Linked DNA regions of Gossypium hirsutum: region 1 is linked to region 2. A link is a contact called in public Hi-C data. All regions are on one chromosome and are shown on one strand. The core of a region is the stretch at or near the end of the contact, and the rest is flanking DNA. Distances in the headings are between cores, read along the strand shown.

Region 1 (4,111 bases), core at 732-3,231, 49 kb after region 2:
TGGTTTGAAGAAACTCAACGTTTATTTATTATATTATATTTTATAGATTACATTATCTTTTTAATTAATTAGTATTAATGAATAAATATTTGTTTGGTACATTAGCAACGAAAAATTTTAACTCCATAAACAGGTTAAGATTTTGTAATGTGTCTTTAAATTGTATTTAAAATTTTTTAAATTAAATAAATAAGGCATGCATGAGTGAAGCTAAAAATATTTTTTTGGACGGATTTTAGTTGTATATTTTTATGAGAGCTAAAATGTAATTTCAAAATTTTAATGGTTTATATCTTTATAATTTTTTAAAAGACTAAATTAAAATTTTATCATTTTTAGGGAGTCAAAGTACAGTTTCACCATGTACTATTTTAAAATTTTATAAAATTTATAAAGCAAAAACTAATTTTCCATTTTAAGGAGGTCGAGGCTGTTGCCAACCTTTCTCGGGCGCCACCTCTAAAGACATTGTGGCAAAATATCAACCCTGCTTATGGAATAAAAACTTTCCAAATAATTACCGTTGGACTATGTTTAGATTGGGAGTGAAGGGGAAAAAGGTCTTTTCCTTCCTTAATCTTTCCTTTTTTCCCCCTAAAAATAGGGTTAATAAATTCATATTACTATAATTGCTTCTTTCATTGTTTAATTATAAACTAGTTTAAAAAATTGAACATTTTACATATTATTATTTTTAAAAAAATTTCCAAAGCTCAGTTTCACTCTCATCATAATTTAATAATTTTTCTTTTTTCTTTTCCTTTTTATCTTTATTTATAATTAAAAACAATTTAATAAAATGTATATTTAAATAATCTTATATTCCGTTAAACAAATATCAAAATATTACATTTTAACCCAATTAACGAGAATAGCATAAATATATTAATTAATGTAAATAAAAGTAATCAAACATTCCCCATCAAAATACCTTTAAAGTATACTCAAACCAATTAAGAAAAGTGGGGCTAGTTTTTTTAACACCATGGATTGTAATGAATGCTTTTATAAAAATTCCACAAGTATCTAAAGTGAAGAGAGACCAAACATTACATGATACCCAAAAAGCAAAAAAAACCATGGAAATGATCTGTGGAACGATGTCCTGCAAAGGAAACAAAAGATAAGTGATGGGCTTTTTACATGTGATGCACAGCTAAATTTGGTGTGTTTGAAGTTGAAACCCTCAACCAACCCAACCACCTGTTTTGTCTTTACCATGTGGGAGTTGGTGTGGTTGGAGAAAATAAATTTGTTGGGTCACTTTTGCTATTACTAGGATTGTTCATTTTGCCAAGTAATTGGTTTGTGTTATAGATCAATGATTGGTTATGATACACATGTAACACTAATTCCTAATCATTATTATTTATTAAAGTGTTTTTATCTCTACATTTGTATAAATATTTTAGGGTCAATTACACCCAACGCCATTAAATTATTAGTAAGTTTATGTTTTAGTCACTCAACTTTAAAAAGTTGTAAAATGGTCATTGAACGATTTGAAAATTTTCATTCAAGTCATTGAACTATTAAAATCGTTGTTGTATGGCCTTCTTTGTTCGCACCGCCTGCACCAGTCAAAAGCTCTCATTCTCCTTCTATTTTATAATTTAGTTTTTTTTTCATGAAATAACTTTGAACGTCACGAACCTGCGAACCAAGATCCAAATAGTTTTTTTTCTCTAATCTTCGATATTGATAGTCAGGTTGACTTAGATCTAAGGTATGTTCTTCTACTCGTCGACCGGTATTGACCCAGTGTATTAATCGTCAAACCGTCGCTTGGAGCTTACTAGCCGGACTTTAAGAAAAAAAATAGCTTAACAATCTAGTGACTTAAATAAAAACTTTTGAACAATTCAGTAACTTTTTAAAGTTATTTGTCGCTTCACTTGTGATTCAATCAAGATGTGTTTATTTGGGTTTAAAATTATCAAATTCATTATAAGTGTGGACTTATGTTTTGGGCCGGCCCTGCTCTCCTCATTATTTTCAAGTCATCCTGAAGGCCCAAAATTTCTCATTGACTAATATCAATCCTATTCTACATAAGGCCCAAAATCTGAATAATTTGGTAAAAACATTTTTCTAGTCCCTTTCAAAATTGATATTAAGCAAATTGGTCCTTTTAAATATTAAAACTTAACCTTAAATTAATCTGAAGTCCCAAAACTTCAGTCTTTGCCAATAGTTACACTTTAAACATTATTATGTCATTAAAAAGAAATTTGAAAATATATAATATCATAACTACACCACATGAACCTACTTATCTTCCTTTGTGATTATACTTTGGGCTAAAAGTTATTCAATTTCCAATATCTGACTCCATTGGGCAACCCTTAAACTAGCTAGTCGCTGTAGTTAGGGCCTGTTGGAGCATCTAAATTAATAGCTTAATAACTTCACAATAAATGTAAGGTAAGGTTTTTAAAATTTGATTGGTGATTAAACTGGTCAAATCATCAATTTTTAATTTGATCAATTTAATCAGTTTAATTGATTTGATTATTCAATTTAATGAGTTCAATCTATTTACGGATAAATCGATTTAATATTTTTCTAGACTGATACCATAATTAATTTTCAATTCAACAAGTTGATATGATCTAATTCGATTATAAAAATAATGCTTTTAATAAGTTCAAGTCTTTACAAATTAATTTAAAGAGTTGATATAAACACTACAAAAGTGACAATTGATTAGTTGGATCCAAAAAAACTCGAAAAATGACTGAAATGTTTTTTTTTACTTAAAGAAAATCAAAATTGAATCGACTTTGACAAAATTAAATTGGATTTTTTTTTGTTGAATTACAATAATAGGGTAAATCCCGAACAACCAATGCGACTAGCGCGACTTGAATCCAGGCCACACCTAGGATGATGAATACCCTTGACCATTAGGCTATCACATGGGGTTTCTTTTGGTTGGTTAATTGACATTATTTCCTATTTCTTTATTTTTATTGCGAAATTATTAAGTTATTAATTTAAGTTATTTATCTAGACTATTATTTAAGTATGTGACCAAATTGATTTTATATTTACTTTGGTAATAAAAAAATTGACTATTTCATAAGAATAAAAAATAAAAAAAAAAATATTTTTCAGATTTGAGGATAACAATAACTATAAATTTTACCATATTATGCGTGCGGAAACTACGGATTTAGAACACATATACTTATTTAAAGGTAACATATTTTAATACTTTTGGGTTTCATTTTTGAGTAATATGTATAATTTATTAATTGGATTCAATTTTTGGATAGTGTGTAGGAAATTAGTAATTATAATTGGGTTTTGAATTTAGGTAAAGGATTGTGTTTGGATTTATATGTTTTTAAAAGTTATAAATTTAATATATATTTTAAACTCAGTTAATTCAAATTAAGATAGAAATCGATTCGAGTTAATCATTCTACTTGTTTTTCTCTAATTAATCGATAATTAACTTAACGAAATTTAAATCGATTGATTCAATTATTTTGATGAGTTTTAATCAAACTTTCAAACACCCACATTTAGAAAACACCAATGATGAGAATCTCATTTTCTTTTTTCCTTGTGGGAAAGGTAATGTCCCTAGGAGTGGGAGAGGACCAAAACCTTTAGTCACGCCTTGTTGAGCATTCTTTGGACTTAGAATTTTCAAAGCTCAATTGTAGACGTTTTTGCCCAAAATAGTTAATTAATTTAGTCAGAACAAGAAAAAGGCCAAAAAAATAATCTTAAAAAAGGTTTCTTTAATCATTATAGCATATATTTTGGCTCGTTTCTTACAATGTGACTGCTAGTTTTGTTTTGTTTTTTTTTTCCTCTGGACAACTTGGGATGTCATATATACACTGAATCATATTCTATTCACCCATTCTTTTACATTTGCTTGTCTTTGTGGGACTAAAATTTTATGTCTTTATGACAGTTCTAAGCTCTCTTCTTTTGACCATTTCATTGTCTATCATCCTCGTTGTTTAACCATTCAAAGCAAGAATATGGGGAGATAACGAAAGATATCTAATCATGTTAACTCATATATACGGTTTAAGAAAATTAATTCTTACAAGATTTGTAATTGCCTCTCTCAATAATATTATCTTCACAA
Region 2 (4,285 bases), core at 465-2,964:
TATCTAGAAACAAAAAGGAAATGTTTAGTAAAACTAGAATCATCGAATGTTTCATAATTGTAAAGCACTTGAATGAGGACCAACCCCCATTCTTTGCTGGTTAAGCCCTCCATCAAGAAAGACCTGAAGATATCCTTCAGATTTCTGGGGCAACGCTGCTCAAAGTAATCAAAGACCAAAAATCCAAGAAAATGTATCATTAACACCGCAAACACAAGTCTCGTAACACGGAATACCAACAATAAAAAACAAACCAAAACTTGAAAATTTTGTCACTCACGTGGGGCGTTTACGGATCCACCAAGACATGGTCTCCACCCTTGGTCAGCCAAAGGAGCCCAAAGATCAGTCGGTTCTCCATCAGACTGAATACAAACACAAAAGTAAATCAAACATCAAAATCACCAGTCAACATAGAGTCATAAAAGGAAAATCACAACATATGCATATACGCAGGCACGCGAACATACTCACACTTTCACGTTGTAAGGCACTCGCGAGTAACCGTAAATGTCGAGGTTTCGGAACACTCCACTCCTGCAACAAACATCAAAGGGCAGCACAATCAATTAATTTCCTTTCATAGCCAAAGCAATAATTCAACAAACCAGATAAATTTAAAGTTCCATTTCCTCCCCAAAGAGAAAATTACGAACACTATCACTATATTATCAATAAACTAATGGGAGAACTCTGCATAAAGAGCTGGTAAAACTATTAACTTTTATATATATACACATACACACACACACACACACACACACACACACATATATATATATAAATTTGTGAATTTTGTGGGAGAAGATGCTTAATTTAACTGAAAAACACTTGCAAAGGCTAAAGAAAAATTTACAAGAAATGAAGAAAAGCTGAATTGGTGAACATTATTTTTCAATTTTTTTCCAGTTCAAGCAAATTAACTAATATATTACCTACCAAGACAAAAAAAAAATTCTAGTTTTGGCATAATTTTCATTAAAGCAATATAATTACCAGACACACTTGAACCATTGTCGGCAAAATATACTCAAAACAAACCCTTAACTTTACATTTTTAATAAACTGCAAACTTTTTATTTCTCATTTCCATGAAATTTTCCACGAAGAAACTGAGAACCAGGAACCCATTTTTCCATACAAAAAAGAAAATTCTACTAAGCTATATACATATATATGTATATGTATAGAGGAACGTACCAAGAATGTTGAAGGGGAAGCATGGCTGAATGAAGCAAAAAAACAAGGCAAAAGAACTGGGAAAAGCAACACAAACAACCCAACAATGGCTTCTTGTCTTCTAACAGGCTTATACTGAAACCTCATCATTTTTTCCATTAAAAGCTGAAAAAAAAACCCAGATCTCCAAGATGATCACTTTCCCTCAGTTTTTTTTTTTTTTGGATTTATTCTTTGTTGATATAGCTTGCTTGATAGTGATAACACCACTAAAACAAGCAACACAAAGAAAATCTAATCAACAACCAATAAAAAGCTCAAATCAAAGCATCCCCAACATCACATGAATTCTCTCATCTTTTTCTGTTTCCTTTTTTCTTTTTCTCTCTTAACTTTCTTTCATTTTCTGGACACCTGTATAGCTTTGATTATGGAAAACTGTGTCCTTTATAAAGGGTCCCCTTTCAGAAAAAACAAACAATAGATTAAAAAAAGGAAAAGCTTAAAGCTTTTTATGCTTGTGCATGAAAAAAAAATAGGTAAATTTATTTTTTGGACATGACTAATGATAAATTTAGAATCTTTAAAACCTTTTTTTTCATAATTTTTTTTGGTTTAAAGGGTTGTGAAAAAAATTAAACAGTAAGGTAAGGTGATGGGCTTTTTTTGTTAAAGTTTTTAGATTAAAGTTTTCGTCTTTTTTTGATTTAAAACTGTGATTATAAAAATTAGACCACCGACACTGAGACTTGAAAACTGTTGAAGCCTTTAAGGTTTATGTATGATTACGGATGGAAGCTGTGATATCATGAAATGGGGGCCCCATCTTAACAATTTTTTTTTTAGTTTTGTCTAAAATGGTTAAATTCGTCTATTAGTCTATGAACTATGTGTAAGTTGTCGTTTTAGTCCTTATACTTTAATTTGGTCAACTTTAATCTCTATATTTTTGGAGATTGAAATTTTGGTCTTCACCAAATGGTAGCTATCAAATTCAATAATTTAAATTCTGTTATTTTTAAAATTTAATGCGATAAATATATTGTTGTGTGTATAATGTCATGTAGCTTATTATTTTCGCATGTTACAAAAAAAAAAGTTAATAGATTTTAAGATTTAAATTTGAAATTTTAAAAATATAGCGACTAAAAATGATCTAGTTGGAGAACATATATGGGCCGATGAGCAATGTTGGGGGCAGGCAGGGCCAAAGTACATATATGGACCGATGAGCTAAACATGTTTAGCCTTTAAGTTTTATAAAATTATAAGGTAGTGTATGATCAAATTATACTTTAACCCTTCAAAGAATGACAGCTTTTTTTAATTTAATCCTTTTAGCTATAAGCTGATAAAATGGTAAAAATACATTTTAGCTCTTATAAAAATATGTAACTTAAATTTAGCCCCTCAAAAAGATCTTTGGCTTCACCCCTATAAATATAGACTAAATCTACAACTTTACACATAATACAAGACTAATAGTAAAATTTAATCAAACATATTTAACTGCTATCATTTGATCGGGACTAAAATTTCAAAATTCAAAATGTATAAAAAACTATAATTGACCAATTTGAAAAGTATAATGACCAAAATGATCAAATTAAAATATACTTACTAAATTCATAATCTGCACAAAATACAGGGTCTAATAATAGAATTTGATCTTCTAAAATCCAAGGAAATAAAGGTCATTAATTTAAGGTACCAAATAGGGTAAAATTTAGTCCAACTTTTTCATTACAGCTTGATGTAAGGATATCTGTTTTTCTTTTTTTTTCTTTTTTTTTTTTTGGGGGGGGGGTTTAATGGTCATAACTCATAAATATGGAGCTTTATTTAATTAATATTTTTATATATTTTTTAAAAATTATGATTAATAATTAAAAAGAAAAACTTTGTTGATTAAAAGTGCCACATTCATTCCCTTTCTCCAATAACTAATTCATTTAGGAGTATTAGGTTTTAATCAATTACAATCATTTTAATTAATTTTTTTCAATAATAAATGTAATTAAATTATAAGTATTTTTAAATATGTAATAATTATCACAATATTTGTTAAATTATAATTATTGTTAAATTTATAATTATAACAAATTTTATTTTATGTAGACTCTTTTTAATTAATAATTTTTAAATATTATAATTATTTTTAAATGTCAATTTAATAATATGATAAAAATAAAAGATATTCTCGTCAATTTAAATAAAAAAAATTTAAACTCGTACTATTATATATATATAACATATTTTAAACATCATAATCATAAAATGATATTATTTTTTATATATTCTTTTATCATGCTTTTAGATGGAACCTTTATTTATTATCTTCCTTATCCTATCAAAATCATGACATCTTTTTTATTATAAAATAGAATTGAGTTAAGTATCCAATTCACTCAGCCAACTCATATTATTAAAATGTTATGTTATATTTTAAACATTTAAAAAGCGAAAGATTATATATTTGTAGGACCCAAATTTTTTTATTTTCATATATTAAAAAGAAAATACGGGTAATAAATTTAGGGAATTTATTAAAATTTAGATAGTTCCATATTTTAGGTTTTAAACCTAAATTTCTCTCAATATATATAAAACGTACGATAAATTGAAGCAATTAGGGGTGATAAAAAAATCTCGAATTTATTGGGTTTCAATCTACTATAATTTTATAGGTATCATTTTCAATCTAGTTTCGAAGCATAAATAAAAAGTTTTGCTTTAGCGAAAGGAAATGAATGGGCTTCTGATAGTGTTTTGTCGTTTTAATGACAGAGTCCATTAATAAAGTCGAGGTAAAAGTAATTATTTTTAGGAAAATTGGTTAGTTTATCTATGTGATTTTAATTTTCAAAATTTTGACGGTTTATTTTAATTTTAATTTTTCAATAATAAATAAAATACTCCAACTGTATTAAACTAAGGTAAAATCGAAGAAATCAATTTAAAATTAAAATCAAGATCGAAAAATATATTTTAAATAAAATCGAATTCAAAACCATATATATAAATTAATTAAGAAAAAATAAATCCAACACCCTACATTGCTATCCCTAATGGTATGAGTAAATATTGAATACTTTGCTTTGATTGA

Evidence for each region. A called contact is a pair of places that touch in the nucleus more often than the background predicts.
Region 1: a Hi-C map of leaf shows a contact between it and region 2, with 4 times the contacts expected there. The contact joins the enhancer-like site here to the promoter of LOC107950472 in region 2. A contact is called at or near these places in 5 of 34 Hi-C or Micro-C datasets (all in leaf).

The regions. Positions count from the first base shown.
Region 1 is chrD03:4,227,445-4,231,555 of Gossypium_hirsutum_v2.1, forward strand. No RefSeq gene overlaps it. Among protein-coding and RNA genes, the nearest start is that of LOC107950470, 16 kb to the left of the region's middle. Within about 2 kb of position 1,982, at least 2 of the 9 cell types and tissues checked have an H3K27ac peak or open chromatin away from gene starts, as enhancers often do. A contact at or near this core is called in leaf, where this site is marked.
Region 2 is chrD03:4,178,705-4,182,989 of Gossypium_hirsutum_v2.1, forward strand. LOC107950472 (O-fucosyltransferase 39) reads right to left here and starts at 1,715. Exons shown (of 11, transcript XM_016885323.2): 1 at 1,201-1,715; 2 at 475-537; 3 at 281-365; 4 at 85-155; 5 at 1-3. The coding sequence starts at 1,338.